Regions from separate parts of the Mus musculus genome. Here all the other regions are linked to region 1. Evidence: chromatin contacts called from public ChIA-PET and promoter capture Hi-C data. All regions are on one chromosome and are shown on one strand. Each heading gives the region's core, a stretch centred on a gene start, on an enhancer-like site or on the middle of the called end of the contact. The rest is flanking DNA. Distances are from core to core; before and after follow the strand shown. Region 1 holds the start of Haao (3-hydroxyanthranilate 3,4-dioxygenase). Region 2 overlaps Thada (thyroid adenoma associated). Region 3 holds the start of Pkdcc (protein kinase domain containing, cytoplasmic). Region 4 holds the start of Abcg8 (ATP binding cassette subfamily G member 8). Region 5 overlaps Gm19689 (predicted gene, 19689).

Region 1 (2,700 bases), core at 135-2,634:
TGTAGTTCACTCCCTTTCAGTTCTCCCAAGAATTGTGAGTCCTGGAGGGTAGGTGGTCCTTGCCTTCCCCTCTTCCTCCTACGTTTCCTGCCCCAGGGCAACCTTGGCTGAGGAGCCTCTAGTCTGGCAGGCTCTGGGGTGGGTTTGAATGTGCTTGGCCTGGGGAGTGGCACTATTAGGAGGTGTGGCCTTGTTGGAGGAAGTGTGTCAGTGGGGTTGGGGAGGACTTTGAGGCCCTCCTCCTAACTGCCTAGAAGACAGACTGCTCCTGTCTTCTTTTAGAACAAGCTGTAGACCTCTCAGCTCCTTCTCCAGCACCATGCCTGCCTGGGATGCTGCCATGCTTCCCGCCATGATGATAATGGACTGAACCTCTGAACCTGTAAGCCAGCCCCAGTTAAACTTTGTCCTTTATAAGAGGTCTTGGTGTCTCTTCACAGCAATAAAACCCTAAATAAGACAGACACCTAGGACCATCTTCACCTGTAAAGGTCTTCACATGTGGGTGGCTTAAAACATGCAAGGGTGGGGATTGTAGGTTTATGGTGACATCCATCTGTAATCCTAGTACTGAGGTAGAAGGATAGAGTTTGAGGCTAGCCTGAGCTACATAGCAACCTGCCCAACATTCTGGGTCACAAAGTGATTTCTTGTCTCAAAAACAAAAACCAAATAATAAAATATAAACAAGACGTGTGAGGGGACAGGGACATTCTGAAGCTCCATGGCAGAGTTTGCCTAGCACACTAAAGACTCTGGTTCAATTCCCCATGGAGGGGTAAAGAGCTCACTCAGACCAGTGCTGGACACCTCATTCCTGCCCACTACTACTAGGCGCCAGGGCTGCCGAGCTGGACCAGGCCTCAGCTGCAAAGCAAGGTGAGGACAGGGTATCTCAGGTCTAGCCAATCACATCTGCAGGACTGGGCCAGACCTCCGTGCTCCGGAGGAGACTGGATGCAGCCTGTTCATTGCCTCCTGTGATGGCCTCTGTGTGCTCCTGTTGCCTTCAGTCCTCCTTGTGCTCAAAGTCTCCGATTTTCAAACCTTTATTCTCCCAACACAATGTTTCTTTAGAGGCAGGGCAGAAGAAGAAACCCGAAAAGCTGAAAGCCCAGCGTCCTGCATCTTACATGGGCCCAGTAGGTACCAGAGTCCAGCTTCGGTCCAGAGCAACTAGGTGTTGGGAGGATGCTGGCCATGTCCCAGGAGGCGGGTCTGTTCTTGGGCTTTGATCCCTGCTCCGGCGTGTGTGCAGGGGCAGGGCAAGTAGTCTCAGACTCTAGAGCTGCCCCCTCAGAGTGGCAGGGGATTGCTCAGCTCTTTGACCTCTGGTAACCTAATTAACTAGGTGGCCAACAGGAGACTGCGCAGATCGCAGGTCGCAGATCGCATCACTCCAACCTCCCGATTACCTGGCCACCACGTTGTGGGCAGAAGAGTCCTGCCTGCCGGCCATGGAACGCCGTGTGAGAGTGAAGTCTTGGGTAGAAGAGAATCGGGCCTCCTTTCAGCCTCCGGTTTGCAACAAGCTTATGTGAGTCGCCAGCACCCGGTGACTACAACCCACCCTCTTTCTTACTCCTCTTCCCTCAGCTGTCCCCTCCCCCTCTAACCTTGCGTTCCATCCACTTGGTGCTCTTCTGGGGAGGGTGAAAACGACCTGTTTCTTCTTTCACTACCTCAGTATGTTCCTCTTTCTGGAGACCACAGACTTGTGGCCATGACTTCTGAGACCAGCTTGTGTGTCTCTGAGGCTGTGAGAGATGAGGTGGCAGGGTGTGACATTCCTTCCTTCCGCAGCTGAAAGCACCTTTCCAACCCACTGCCCCCATGCACCTTGGGGAGAACCTGGTGTTCAATGCCCCGGACTAGAACTTAAGGCCTGGAGGCCTAGAACCAAGCACCTCAACCCTTGGCAAACCCCGAAGCTATGGAGTCAGATGAACAATTCTTTGGATGAGGGGGCTTGAATTCCCAATCTTCCTGCTTCTATTTCCCAAGTGCCACAACACCCTGTTTCTGAGGTGCTGAGGGAAGAAGTCAGTGAATGCTAGGCTCCCACTTTTCCAAACGGAGCTGCATCCCTAGTCCTGGGGATTCTTAATTCAGGGCTCAAGGCCAGGACACAAACACCAGACCCACCCAAGTCTCCTCTAACTACAGCACAGACTGCCTCCTTCCCCTCCCCCTCCCCTCCCTCAGTTCCACAGCAGAGCTTCTTGCACCACCTCCACAGACCCGAACTCCCCGTGTCTGTGTGGCTATAAGTTATTTCCAGTGGGCAGTGTCCCAACCCAAATGGCTCCAGACATTTCCACCCCAATGGGAAGACTAGCCAAGTATATCACATCGTCTCCTTGACTTCTCACATAGCCCCCCATGAGTTGGGATTTAATAAGTAACTTTCCCAATGTCACAGAACTAGAGGGGGACAGAGTCCATGAGCAAGCCCAGGAAGAGTTTGACTACAAAGTCCACGCATGCTCTTGGTCACTGCGCAATACCCCCGTAGCTAACCAGGACAGCCCCCCCCCCCCCCCGAGCCTCCTCTCTTCTGCCACTGCTGCTTTCCTGTTTGGAGCTTTACCATTTTTGTCTCTCTTCTCCACGTCTTCCCTGTCTGCTGTCTCTCATTTTCACTCCTCCCAGCCTTCCTCCCTCCAAGCCCGTGGGCATTTCTCTGATTCAGTCCACATC
Region 2 (2,700 bases), core at 150-2,649, 570 kb before region 1:
CTTTTAAACCACTGTCTTAGCTTAGGAACATTTAATCCATGAAATGCTGCCATCCAGAAAGTAATGCCATTTACATTACTATAGGATTTCTGTTTTTCTGAACATAAAATTGCTTCTTTAAAAAATGTTTTTTTTATTTAAATATTTCAGATTTGATTATTTTCTGGGTGTTTGCTTGCATAGAACTATGCATCAGAAGTGTGCGCTGTGTCTGTGGAGGCCAGAAGAGGGCACCAAATCCCCTGGAACTGGAATTCCAGATGGTTGGGAGCCACCATGTAGATCCTGGGGACTGACCCCTGGGTCCTCTTACCAGAGCAGCAAGTGCTCTTGACAGCTCGTCTAGCTCTTCGTCATATTGACTTTTGAGACACTGCCTTGTTATTGAGCCCAGGCTGGCCTTCCAAGTACTCGAACCACAGCAGGTTCTAAATTCTGCTTTTATAAATAAAAAGTGATTGCATATATTTAATACTTTCAAGAATTAGTTTGTATCAGGGTGACTGGCTGTACCTAAGGTAAATCTGCACATTCTTGGTGCCAAGAACATAGTCACTTAGCAAAGCTACCTTTGCTGTACATGCTGACAAAACCCACCAACCTGAGAGGTCACCACTTAGATAGGTGAGTGTGAACCTAGCCGACTTCTCTCTGTAAAGCTAAAACAGCAGCAGTCAGCCTGAGTCTCCTTCTCACCTCCCTCTTACGTTCTGGGGGTCCTGCTTTTGTTCTCAGATCACCCTGCTTTCTGACCTTGGTTAAGGCTGACTACTCAAGGAGCGCACACAGGAGGATGATTATAACCACGGCTGACAGGAGGCAGGAGGACAAGTTGGGGACTTTGTTGCTATATGGAGAGGAGAGCTGGTGCTTATTTTCAATTCTGAGTTTTTAATGCTTGGTTCATTGAAGGCGCTTTGCTGTGATACTCCCCAGCTCCCTTCAGTATGAGGAAATGGATTCATTACCTGGGCTGACAAAGATCCCAAAGCTAATTTCTGCCTCTGTCCTTCCCCTCATGGGTTCGCGTGGCACAGTGCTCCCTTTGTTCTGAGTGACTCACTTAGGTTTTCTTTAAGGTGATTTCCCCTTCCCCTTCCCCACACCAGCTCTCTCAAGGCATGAAAGATAACTTTCTACTGGAGTTTTGACTACCTGATCCTTCCTATAGAGCATTTCTTGTGAGGCAGTGTGCTCTCCCAGCTTCTTCAAGAGGAAATTGTTCCCCTGGTGGCAGGTCTGACTGTCCTGCTCTGTAATCACACAATGAAAGGTTCTTTTATAGTGTCCTGCGCTGGTGGCAGAGATAAAGCTGCTTTGAGGGCTGTAAGCTGAGACCCTTCAAGAGTGAGCAGTGCACACAAGCTTATCTCAGTGTTTCCTGACTCACTGGTGTGTGTCTAGGTTTCGAGCTTGCTGCTCTGCTGACAGACCTGCTGGATATTTTGTTGGCCCTCTTTCCAGTGTGATGCTGATACTGATCTTTAAATGCCTACTGAGGTTTTAAAATAACTTCTGTGTTGAATATCAATTTCTCTGTAGATTCCACCTAGTGTTTCTAAAAACAGGCTTTTGGGTACGTTTTCTTCACACTTGCTTGCGTCACACTCTGTAGTAGTTGTTCCCACAGAAACCCTGTGAGGAAGTATTGCCAGCTGGTAGAACCTTCTGCTTCAGATTCTGGTGATGCGTGGGTGATCGGGGTCCTTGATTGGCTGGGTGCATTTCCTCTGTTGTGTCATTATTTAATTTTTTTGTGATTGATTACAAACGGAATTCACTCATTAGTATTCATAAGTCACAAAGGAATTGCCTGTTTTATTTTGTTTATATTAGATTTTAGAAATTATGAGTATATTGAGCTCTGATGAGTAGAAGTGTTAACTTTTAAACTTCAGGAGAGACCACATCATTTAGTCGCCTGTTTACTGACTGTTTTACTGCATGGGTGTTGTGGGAACACAGAGAAGACTCAGATGTGGTTTTCTGATCACCCAGAGCTGAGTTATGCAGCGAAGCAGTGCCTCACTTGGAGAACCCAGGCCTGAAGGGTAACAGTCAGACGGTCTGTGCTGAGCATTTGCTAGAACAAGGAAAATAGACCTTCTGGTAAGACGGTGTCTGCACACCAGAAAGCCTTTATAATGATATAGAGGAACAAAGCTTAGATTTTGAAGAAATTCTCATTGTTAGTAAGAAATGATTATAATGGAGCAGGATTGCTTTTAAACATAGTCATTTTATTAGGCTTTAAGTCCTGTGGAGCGTCTCATGTAAACAAAATGGAATTAGAGTCTTCCAGCTGGAGACAGTCCCAACATTATAAGAAATGGTTCTGTTTTAAACTCGGAATTTAAATTAAGGCTTACTATTTTATAGTATACTGTCAAACCAAAATTAGACATTTATAGACTGCTAGTTTATCTGATGGTAAGCTATAGATGCCTGGAGACATAGCAAGTAGCTGTTCTCCCCTGTGGACTTGTGACCTGTAAATCTGTAAAACATTGCTAATTTGCTTTAGGGTTTTATAAAAAGTCAGAAGTAGAATATGTTAAATTTAAAGGGCAGTGTCATGTTTAATTTTAAGATTAGAAATCAGTATCTTCTTTTTATTTCACTTTAGCTTTGGTTTCCTTCAGGGTCCCTGAGAGCTGTGTATGCTGGCTTGTGCCTGTAATCCTAGTACTTGGAGGCTGA
Region 3 (2,700 bases), core at 111-2,610, 630 kb after region 1:
TGAGAAATGAGGGTCTCCCTGAAGATCAAGTCAGATCCATGGTCTCCTTTTGGGCCCCTCCCATACCCACTGAGGCTTAACATCACCTCCAAAGCCAGACGTGTCGCTGGACTTTGAAAAAAGTATGGTTCAGGCTCTACCAATATGGGGGATCCTATTTCTGCATCTGGGAGCTGACTGAAGCTGGATGTTGGAGTTGGACCTGAGGTCACTATGACTGGAGATAATACTCCACCAGCTTTAGCCAGCAGCAGGGTCCTCTGTGGTCACAACTCCTAATCACTGCCTTATCACCAGCTTGGGACCCTTCTGGTCCTTGCCTCTGTCTTTACGGGATGCGTTTAAGCTGGTACAGGGTTCTACCCAAAGGGTGAGAGACCCCGGCAGGGTGGTGCTGAGTGTGGTTCCCTAATCTGGGTTCTGCACCTAGCTGCAACTGGGCAGTCTTGGACGCCCTGAGACTTATTTACTCCGTAAGACCAAGGAGTCTTTCAGAGTGGCCAGCCAGCCCCCTCATCCCGGAACCCCACTGTCGTACCTGCAGCACGTTGGGGTGCCGCAGCCGCTCCAGCAGCACCATCTCTTTGAGCAGCTTGTGGGCCGCCAGGCGATAGCAGCCCCTTCGCGCCCCGAACTCGCGCACGCAGCTGCCCAGATCGTGGCCGCTGAAGTCCACTGCTTTAAGCGCCACCGCGGCGCCGCCGGGCAGGCGGACCCGGTACACAGCCTTAGTGTAGCCTGAGCCCACGTACTGCGCGCCAGACACGTTGCGGAGCGCGGCGCAGCCTAGGCGCGGGCCCGGGCCGGGGGAGCCCGGGCCGGGAGCAGGGGGCCAGCCCGGAGCGCCGTCGGGCGGGGACCGGACCCGCGGGGGCCGGGGACGCTGCAGGCCCGGCCCGCCCGGAGCCAGGTCCATCAGGCGCCGCCGCTCTGGCCGGCCCGCTCCCGGCCCCGGCCCCCCGCGGGAATAGCGCTGCACCTCCTCGTAGCGCTCCCGGATCTGCCGGGCCAGCTCCCCACGGCCCCCGCGACGGCCCGGGCCCGGGGCTGCCGAGGACCCCGGGGACTGGCCTGGCCGCGGAGGCTCCGAGCCCGGTGCGAAGAGCACGTTGAGGACGGAGCCCAGCAGGAAGGAGGCGCAGAAACCAGCGGCCACGGCCGCCCGCCGGCGCCGCATCGCTCCCCTCCCCCCGGCCGGCCGCGCGCCGCTCCCCGGCCCCGGCCCCGGCCCCGGCCCCGGGCGGCTCAGGCTCCGAGGCGACTCGGCTTCGCGCCGCGCCGGCCCCCTGCCCAGCCCGCGCGCATGGCCCGGGCAGCCCCGACCCCGGCCCCCGGCGGGCGGCACATCGGCCTGACACTTGCCTCCCTCCCGCCCTGCCCCCGCCGCTTATAAGGCCCGGAGCCACCCCCGCGCCCGCCCCTCCGCCAGCGCCTCCCCGCGCCCGGCCGAGCCAGTCCTCGGCGCCGCCCCCTCTGGCCGCCCGGGCCGGCCTTCCCCGCTGACTGACAGCGGGACCTCCTCCCGCGGCCAGCCGGGCCTGGGAAGCGGCGCGGAGGCGGCTCCGGCCCTGCCCGGCGCGCGGCCCCCCGAGCTCGGGTTGGGGAGCGGGGGAGGGGGAGGGGGCGGCCGCGCGCAGGGCTTCCAAGCCCGAGGCCAGGCTGGATAACGGGACCCGGAGGCCGAAAGCGGAGCTGGCCGACCTGGTGCGGGGAGTTGGAGGGGCGAGGCCGGCGGGTAACGGGCTCCAAGGGGCAAGCCGCCAAGGCCCGGGTGCGGGGATCTCAGGGGTACACGCTGCCTCCTGGGGGAGGTGGGGAGTCGGGGCTGCAGTGCAGTGCGCAGGGGTTCCTCCTTCTGCGGGTGAGGCTGCTCTGGGACAGCCCGGGTTCAGGGTGTGATGAAGGGCGGCGCACTGGGGAGGCTGCCCCGCACCTGCGAGAGCGCGAGGGGTGGGGACTGTGGTCTCAGAGTTAATCAGGAGGTTTCGGAAGAATTCTTTTTTTTTTTCAACTGTCTTCTACCAGGACTTTCTGATTTTCCTGGTTCCCGAATCCCCACATCTCGACAACACAGCTCCATCCCCATCCCCGAGAACCTCGATCTTTGACCCGCCAGTAGGGGGTCGGAACCGTATACAGCGAGTGCATTAGTGTCCACGCACATCTGTCTGTGGAATGTGTGCATCCGCATGTCCCGAGGGGCTACTGTGTCTCTAGGATGGGAGTGAGTGTGTGCCCTGTGTGTTAGTGCTGACTCCATCAGAACTTCTGGTCCCTCCTCCTCCCTCCCTGATTGCATCATTAGTGCTAATTGAGGGGCTTTCACACGCCAGTGCATTAGCTGTTTGGAGTGAGCTCCCCCCTCCTGCGAGATAAGCTGCCGCCCCTCCCCCTCGTGGCTCTCCACTTCCCTAGGGCACTGAAACTGTCCACCGAGGTCGTCTCACTTCCTCAGGCTCCCTCCTGCTTTGCTCTGGGCAGGAAAAAGTTATCTCTCTTCCTGCAGTGCCGTGGATTCGGCTGGAGCGACGGCATATGGGGTAAAATTTAGGGGCTGGAGAAAGAATCCAGAGCCGCCTTTCTGAGGGGCTTTCTAGGAAGGAGGGGTTTTCCCTCAAGAGGTCTCCTGTTCCTATCCAACGCAGGGAGGAACTCTGTGACAGGGAATAAAACTTGCGGCTAGCTCTTTTGGAAGTTCAG
Region 4 (2,700 bases), core at 5-2,504, 840 kb before region 1:
TGTAGAAGCTGGGGGGAGGGGGAGGTCGTCTTTGCTCTGTCTTCCCATACTGCCTTCTGCTTCAAATCCTGCCCACAACTCGAGTCAAAGGCCATTTATCAAGCAAATGTTTCTCCGGTTAATGAGGAAGGAGGCCTAGGAGCTCCACTTCCTGGCCACCTCGCTGCTCTCTGTCCACTCTGCCTCCCTCCCAGACCATAAGACTGCAAGCACACAATTCTGACGCTCCCAAACAAGCGATCACTATCACAGCCAGTGTATTTGTAAACTGCCTGAAACCAATGTGTAGCCATAGAAATATTTTCTTGTAATAAGAGAAAAAAATAAATCGTGGGCTGGGGGAATGGCTCAGTTGTAGAACACTTGGTTCAACCTCCTGTTACACACAGGGGGGGGGGAGAAGTGGGGGGGCAGAGGAGGAGGAAGGAAGAAGGAAGAGGGAAGAGGAGAAAGAGGAAAGTGGCCCTCAGAGGGATTTATGACCTGACTTCCCAGCCGTGAGCCCTGCCCTTTCAGTGAGGTTTCTCTAAGCAGAGCCTCAACTCTACAAGGTAGCGAGATGCCTCAACCCCTCCTTGGCATTTGTTCCTGACACCTGCCCTTTCTCTCTGTCTCTCTGTCTATTGGTCTGTCTGTCCCTGCAGCTTCTCAGCCTCACACAGAGACCTTTAGGCTTCCCCCTGGCCTTCTCTTTCCTCTGGTTCTCACCAAACAATGCCAAGGACTAACTTACTACATAAGTATGGCAAGCGTAGCGATCTGTTGTTACCTCCCCGCTGTCTCTTGACTACCACTGAGATTCTTGGTCTGACAGTCACATGGGTCAACGCTCTGTGATGGAATGTCATTTGGAAAACATCAATCCCGGTCATTCACAGGAGCGTGCTGTCGTGGGGAAGTGACCTCAGAGGTCTCCTGGCTCCTGAGACTGTTCCCCTCAGACCATCAACACTGAGGAGACAGGGCCCTGCCGCCCCATTTCCATTCTACTTGAAGTCCAGGTGGTACATTAGGACTAATCCTGTGGTAGGAAAGAAAAGTCAGTCTGACACTGCCTCCCCCCTGGCAGAGCTCACTCACCGAAGCATCCTGAAGTACAGTCCCATTCCACAGCTGGGTCTCTTCTTTGGTTTTCTCAGCCATGACCAGTGCTGTTTGTGCCCTTTGTGTGGCCTCCCCTGCTGTTGGGCTCTCTCTGTCTTTGCTCCTTAGAGCTGGGGCACCTGAGCCCTCCTCTGTGCCAGCCTTTCTCCCAGCATTCCTCTCTGGCAAACACTCCTATAAACACACCGTGTGTTCTGCCTATTGTCGAGATAAGGACACTCTGGCTAAAGGTACATCAGATAATGGCATCGTTGGCCAAATTGGTGAACTGTTATCTCACGAGGATTCCAGGGCTGGGTAGGATCGGACAGGGCACTCCCATTGGCTCCTCAGTTAAAGCTGCCCTGGAGCCGGACAGGCCACTAGAAAATTCACTTGCATTTGCTTCCTGCTAGCCATGGGTGAGCTGCCCTTTCTGAGTCCAGAGGGAGCCAGAGGGCCTCACATCAACAGAGGGTCTCTGAGCTCCCTGGAGCAAGGTTCGGTCACGGGCACAGAGGCTCGGCACAGCTTAGGTGTCCTGCATGTGTCCTACAGCGTCAGGTAAGGGGACCTCCACAGCAAAAAGCTAGGCTCTCTGATTGCCTTTTCTGAATGGGTGGGTGGGCCTGTGGGCTTTGGGTTGTCTGTCCAGCAGATCAGGGTGAAAGTGGACAGTCTGTAACAACAGTGAGTCGTTCCTCCTCCTCCTCCTGCGCAGGGCAGAGCCTGGACATTAAAACATGCCCTGCCTGAAGCCGCTTGCTGCTTCTCACTGATTTCTGCTCTCCCCTTCCTTGACTCGCCCACCACCTGTCCTGTGTAGATGGAGAAGGCTCGGAGAGTGGGGGTGCTGGGGGCACAAAATGGAATGAACACTGCTGAAGGAATGCAGGGTTCACTTCAAGAAGAAAGCAGTGTGCAGGTGTACCATCTCCCAGTCAGAGACCCAGTAATCAGAGCAGCTAATGGGAGGCATGCTCCTTGGGTGGTGGCCAACTTGTCATTATACCTCCAAGGACAACAGAGTGGTACATAAGGCTAAAACAGAGTTGTCAACCTGTCCAGGGGCAACTGGGATGGGGTAGGGCTGGGAGCAGGGGTCTGGCACCTTCCAGGACCCTACTCTGCCTTTGCCCTTGTGGGATTTCCTTTAAAGCAACCGTGTCGGGCCTTGGTGGAACATCAAATCATGCCAGCAGAAGTGGGACAGGCAAATCCTCAAAGATGTCTCCTTGTACATCGAGAGTGGCCAGATTATGTGCATCTTAGGCAGCTCAGGTAAGTGCCTGGGGGGGCCGGGGCTCCTGTACTTCTAAGGCAGGCTCTGGGAGGCTTTGGCTCTGTCTAAGCACAATGTTTAAGAAGTAAGTTTAAGTTGTAGAGAGGCAGCCATGCATTTGGCATTTGAATACAATCTGGTGACTTGTCTGGCTGCCAATAGAACCTAGTACCAAAGTGAAATCTTGAGGAAAATCCCTGGAAAGAGTGGAAAGTCCTGCCTAACACGTAAGTGCCTTCTTTGCTTGTTTGATTGACTGTGATGCTAGAGAGCAAACCCAGAGCCTTGGGCATGCTCAGTAAACCTTCTGCCCCAGCACCCCAGCCCCAAATGTA
Region 5 (2,700 bases), core at 124-2,623, 800 kb after region 1:
GCTCTTCTCCCTGTAGCTGTGGGGACAGGCAGAAGGGAGGTCTGGCTTGCACACTTTAGGATTCTGCAGCCTGCAGCTCAGGGATGACACCCACCAGCATAAGGTGCTCAAGGAGACAGGCACATGGACCTGCTTGCCATGCTGGAGCTCCGATGACCTCTCCTCGAAATACATGGAGCTGCCACGGAGACAATTTGTTCTCAGTGTGAGTTATCAGATGGAATGATGGAGCCAAGAAAGAGGCCGTGCAGGTCTGGGCTACTGAGATCTGGACATTCCTCATTTTACTGCATAGCCAGTGTCCCTAGCTCTGGCTGTCCCCTGTTCTTGGCAGTGACCAGTTGGAGAGGGATTAGATGGCTCGGGCTGCATTTACCTTGGTGTGCTGCTGCCTCTCTTGACGGTGTTGCTAGTCACCTTCTTCCTCTTCCTCTTCTTCCTCTTGCTCCTGATCTTCTTCTGCTCCTTCCTACCATGAGCACTGGGCGGGGGTGGGCAGGGGTGGGTGGTGGTGGTGGTGGGGTGGGTGGTGGTGGTGGGAAGCACAGGCATCCTTGAATCTGCAAAGAGGCGTGTCCATCTCCATGCTCCATTCTGCTGGAAAACCCAGAACAATTCCTATTATTTTCGGTTCCCAGACCTTGAATGTGTCAGGCTTCAGGTTCACTTCCTACGTCTCTCTCCGGCGCCCGGATCTGCAAGTAATTTAACCTTGTTTTTATAGAGCGCAAAGACGTTCCGCTTGTTTACACTGGAGACAAATTTTCCTCAATTGACGCAATCCTATTGATGAAATAATGACTTTCTTCCTCATTTAAAGGTAATTTTGGCTGGTGTCATGACTTGCAGGAGAAAGTGAAAGGCCCCTGTGTCCTGCTGAGTGAAGGGCAGGCTCCCAGGGCTCCAGGCTGAGGCTTTCTCTCACCTGTTCTGAAGCATCTCAGGCGGTCCAGGGAGGCTGGTGCCCAGACCAGAGGAGTTGGCTAAACAGCCAGTCCTTGATTAGGGAAATCAGAAAGCAACCTTGACTGGGTAATGAATGCCAAGGTTGGGCAGGATAGATGTACTTTGTATCAACAATGCCTTGATTAATTTCCAGATTCTTAGCATCTAATCAGCTAGGGCCTTCACTTCCACTGTGGGTGTTTTTTTTTTTTTTTTTTTTTTAAGGTCACATCACATGACAGCCAGGACATGCTATTTTGGTCAAGGATTTAAAATCAAAGAGATGGAGCAGAGTGTCAGGGCGAATGACGGGGAGCTGTGCACAGAGAAGGGGCACACGGATGGGGCCGGGGAGATCTTGGCTTCCTCTGGGCCTAGGTACTCAGGAGAGAGCAGGGAGAGCCAGGTCCAGTGACTTCTGAGACCTTCTCCCTTCGGTTCTGTGACGCAAGGAAACCAAGAGGCCTCTGTTCATTCTCGCTTCCGTTCCGGGTCCTTGGGCTGTGTATTTTGATAAAGATAAGAGCAGAGGACATACGGGGGGATGGCCCTCTTCCATTACTTTCCAGTGAGGCTGGGACAATGCATTCTGTGTTAGTAGTGCTGTTTGAGAACTAGATATCCTCATATGTTCTAGGGCTCTTGGGGGTTGGAATGTATATTATGCAATAACTTTTAAAATACTTTAGTAGAAGCTTGGGTTGTAGCTCAGGGCTAGGAGGCTCGTTTCGCATGGGTAAGGTCTATCTAGGTTCGATCTACATCACTACAAAAACATTTTAAGAAAAAAAATAATAACTTGTAAACACTTGGGGATGTATTTCTAAAAGCAAACCAAGAGTATCATAGGTACTGTGGCCTCACAGTACCTAAGTGCTGGTGGCTGGAGTGTTTTAGGTTGTTTAGGCTGTTGCAGACACTAGCAAGGCATTCCATGGTTTTCTCTTCGCCAGAAGTTAGCAGGCATTTTTGTGAAGAAGCTAGAGAGTAAATATTTCAGCCTCTTCGGACTAGAAGGCTGTAAGCACCAGGATACAGCCTGTTAGAGGCAACATGTAAATGCGTGTGGCTGCTTTCTGATAAACTTTATCTGTGGGCATTGGAATTTCATATTCTGCTTATGGGTCACAAGGTGTTCTTCTCTTGATCTTGTTGGTCACTTATATTGTAAAATTATATTTTTTCTCCTCATAAGTGATGAGCTAGATTTGGCCAGTTGATAGGAGATCTGTTCTTTAGGATAGTCCTTTAAGGAGGGACCATTAATGGACAATGCAAATCAAGGCTTACTTAAAGTAGAATAAGAGCTAGAATATTACCTGTTTTTTTGGATAAAAGGTCTCTTGCATCCCAGGCTGGCTTCAGACTCAATGTGCATCATCATGCACAGTATGCTGGGGTATCAAGGCCAAAGCTTCGTGCATGCTAGGCAAACAGCTTACCAACTGGGCTACATTGTTAGCCTAAGCAGCTAATCTTGTCTACTCGCTTGAACTTTTCAGAGACGTCAAATGAGACTGGTAGACTTGGAGACTTGGTTCCTTATTTTTAATGGCCATAAAAAAGAGGTGCTTCCTAGAGATTCAGATTCAAAACATCCCAGCAAGATGGGTCCCTGACCATGCTAGGAGATCTCAGGCTGGCTTAGGAGTTGTACAGGACAATGGCTTTAAAGGGCATTGGCTGGGAGGAAATATGAGAAACGTGTTCTGTGAGTGTTGAGTTGCAATGAGGCTAAGATCCCCCCTTGTTTGT

Evidence for each region. Promoter capture Hi-C pulls out the DNA fragments that hold promoters and counts their contacts. ChIA-PET counts read pairs in DNA pulled down with a chosen protein or histone mark.
Region 2: a contact with region 1 is called in an RNA polymerase II ChIA-PET map of memory CD8 T cells, with 91 read pairs. The contact joins the enhancer-like site here to the promoter of Haao in region 1. A contact is called at or near these places in 9 of 39 promoter capture datasets (the 3T3-L1 cell line, HPC-7-derived erythroid cells, cranial neural crest and 5 more), 3 of 115 datasets of contacts at active chromatin or transcription factors (CD8 T cells, effector CD8 T cells and memory CD8 T cells) and 2 of 9 other capture datasets (adipose tissue and liver).
Region 3: a promoter capture Hi-C map of embryonic stem cells shows a contact between it and region 1. The contact joins the promoter of Pkdcc here to the promoter of Haao in region 1. A contact is called at or near these places in 5 of 39 promoter capture datasets (the C10 cell line, embryonic stem cells, hippocampal neurons and 1 more), 5 of 115 datasets of contacts at active chromatin or transcription factors (T-cell acute lymphoblastic leukemia, embryonic forebrain, embryonic midbrain and 2 more) and 2 of 9 other capture datasets (adipose tissue and embryonic stem cells).
Region 4: a promoter capture Hi-C map of liver shows a contact between it and region 1, with 5 times the contacts expected there. The contact joins the promoter of Abcg8 here to the promoter of Haao in region 1. A contact is called at or near these places in 3 of 39 promoter capture datasets (liver and neutrophils).
Region 5: a promoter capture Hi-C map of stem cell-derived epiblast-like cells shows a contact between it and region 1, with 6 times the contacts expected there. The contact joins the enhancer-like site here to the promoter of Haao in region 1. A contact is called at or near these places in 14 of 39 promoter capture datasets (the 3T3-L1 cell line, 3T3-L1-derived adipocytes, the C10 cell line and 9 more), 17 of 484 Hi-C or Micro-C datasets (B cells, the STO cell line, cerebellar granule neurons and 10 more) and 1 of 9 other capture datasets (embryonic stem cells).

Annotation. Positions count from the first base shown.
Region 1 is chr17:83,845,474-83,848,173 of GRCm38.p6, reverse strand. Haao (3-hydroxyanthranilate 3,4-dioxygenase) reads left to right here and starts at 1,384. Exons shown (of 10, transcript NM_025325.2): 1 at 1,384-1,537. The coding sequence starts at 1,458.
Region 2 is chr17:84,418,805-84,421,504 of GRCm38.p6, reverse strand. All of the region lies in intron 21 of Thada (thyroid adenoma associated), which reads left to right. Among named protein-coding and RNA genes, the nearest start is that of Gm24722, 29 kb to the right of the region's middle. Within about 2 kb of position 1,399, at least 130 of the 459 cell types and tissues checked have an H3K27ac peak or open chromatin away from gene starts, as enhancers often do. A contact at or near this core is called in CD8 T cells, effector CD8 T cells, hematopoietic stem and progenitor cells and 1 more, where this site is marked.
Region 3 is chr17:83,213,943-83,216,642 of GRCm38.p6, reverse strand. Pkdcc (protein kinase domain containing, cytoplasmic) reads right to left here and starts at 1,360. Exons shown (of 7, transcript NM_134117.2): 1 at 539-1,360. The coding sequence starts at 1,177. Gm34686 (a long non-coding RNA gene) reads left to right here and starts at 1,509. Exons shown (of 3, transcript XR_001782234.2): 1 at 1,509-2,700.
Region 4 is chr17:84,681,675-84,684,374 of GRCm38.p6, reverse strand. It overlaps Abcg8 (ATP binding cassette subfamily G member 8), which reads right to left and starts at 1,254. Exons shown (of 13, transcript NM_026180.3): 1 at 1,081-1,254. The coding sequence starts at 1,143. Abcg5 (ATP binding cassette subfamily G member 5) reads left to right here and starts at 1,364. Exons shown (of 13, transcript NM_031884.2): 1 at 1,364-1,647; 2 at 2,243-2,364. The coding sequence starts at 1,502.
Region 5 is chr17:83,049,009-83,051,708 of GRCm38.p6, reverse strand. All of the region lies in intron 2 of Gm19689 (predicted gene, 19689), which reads left to right. Among named protein-coding and RNA genes, the nearest start is that of Gm19689, 28 kb to the left of the region's middle. Within about 2 kb of position 1,373, at least 15 of the 459 cell types and tissues checked have an H3K27ac peak or open chromatin away from gene starts, as enhancers often do.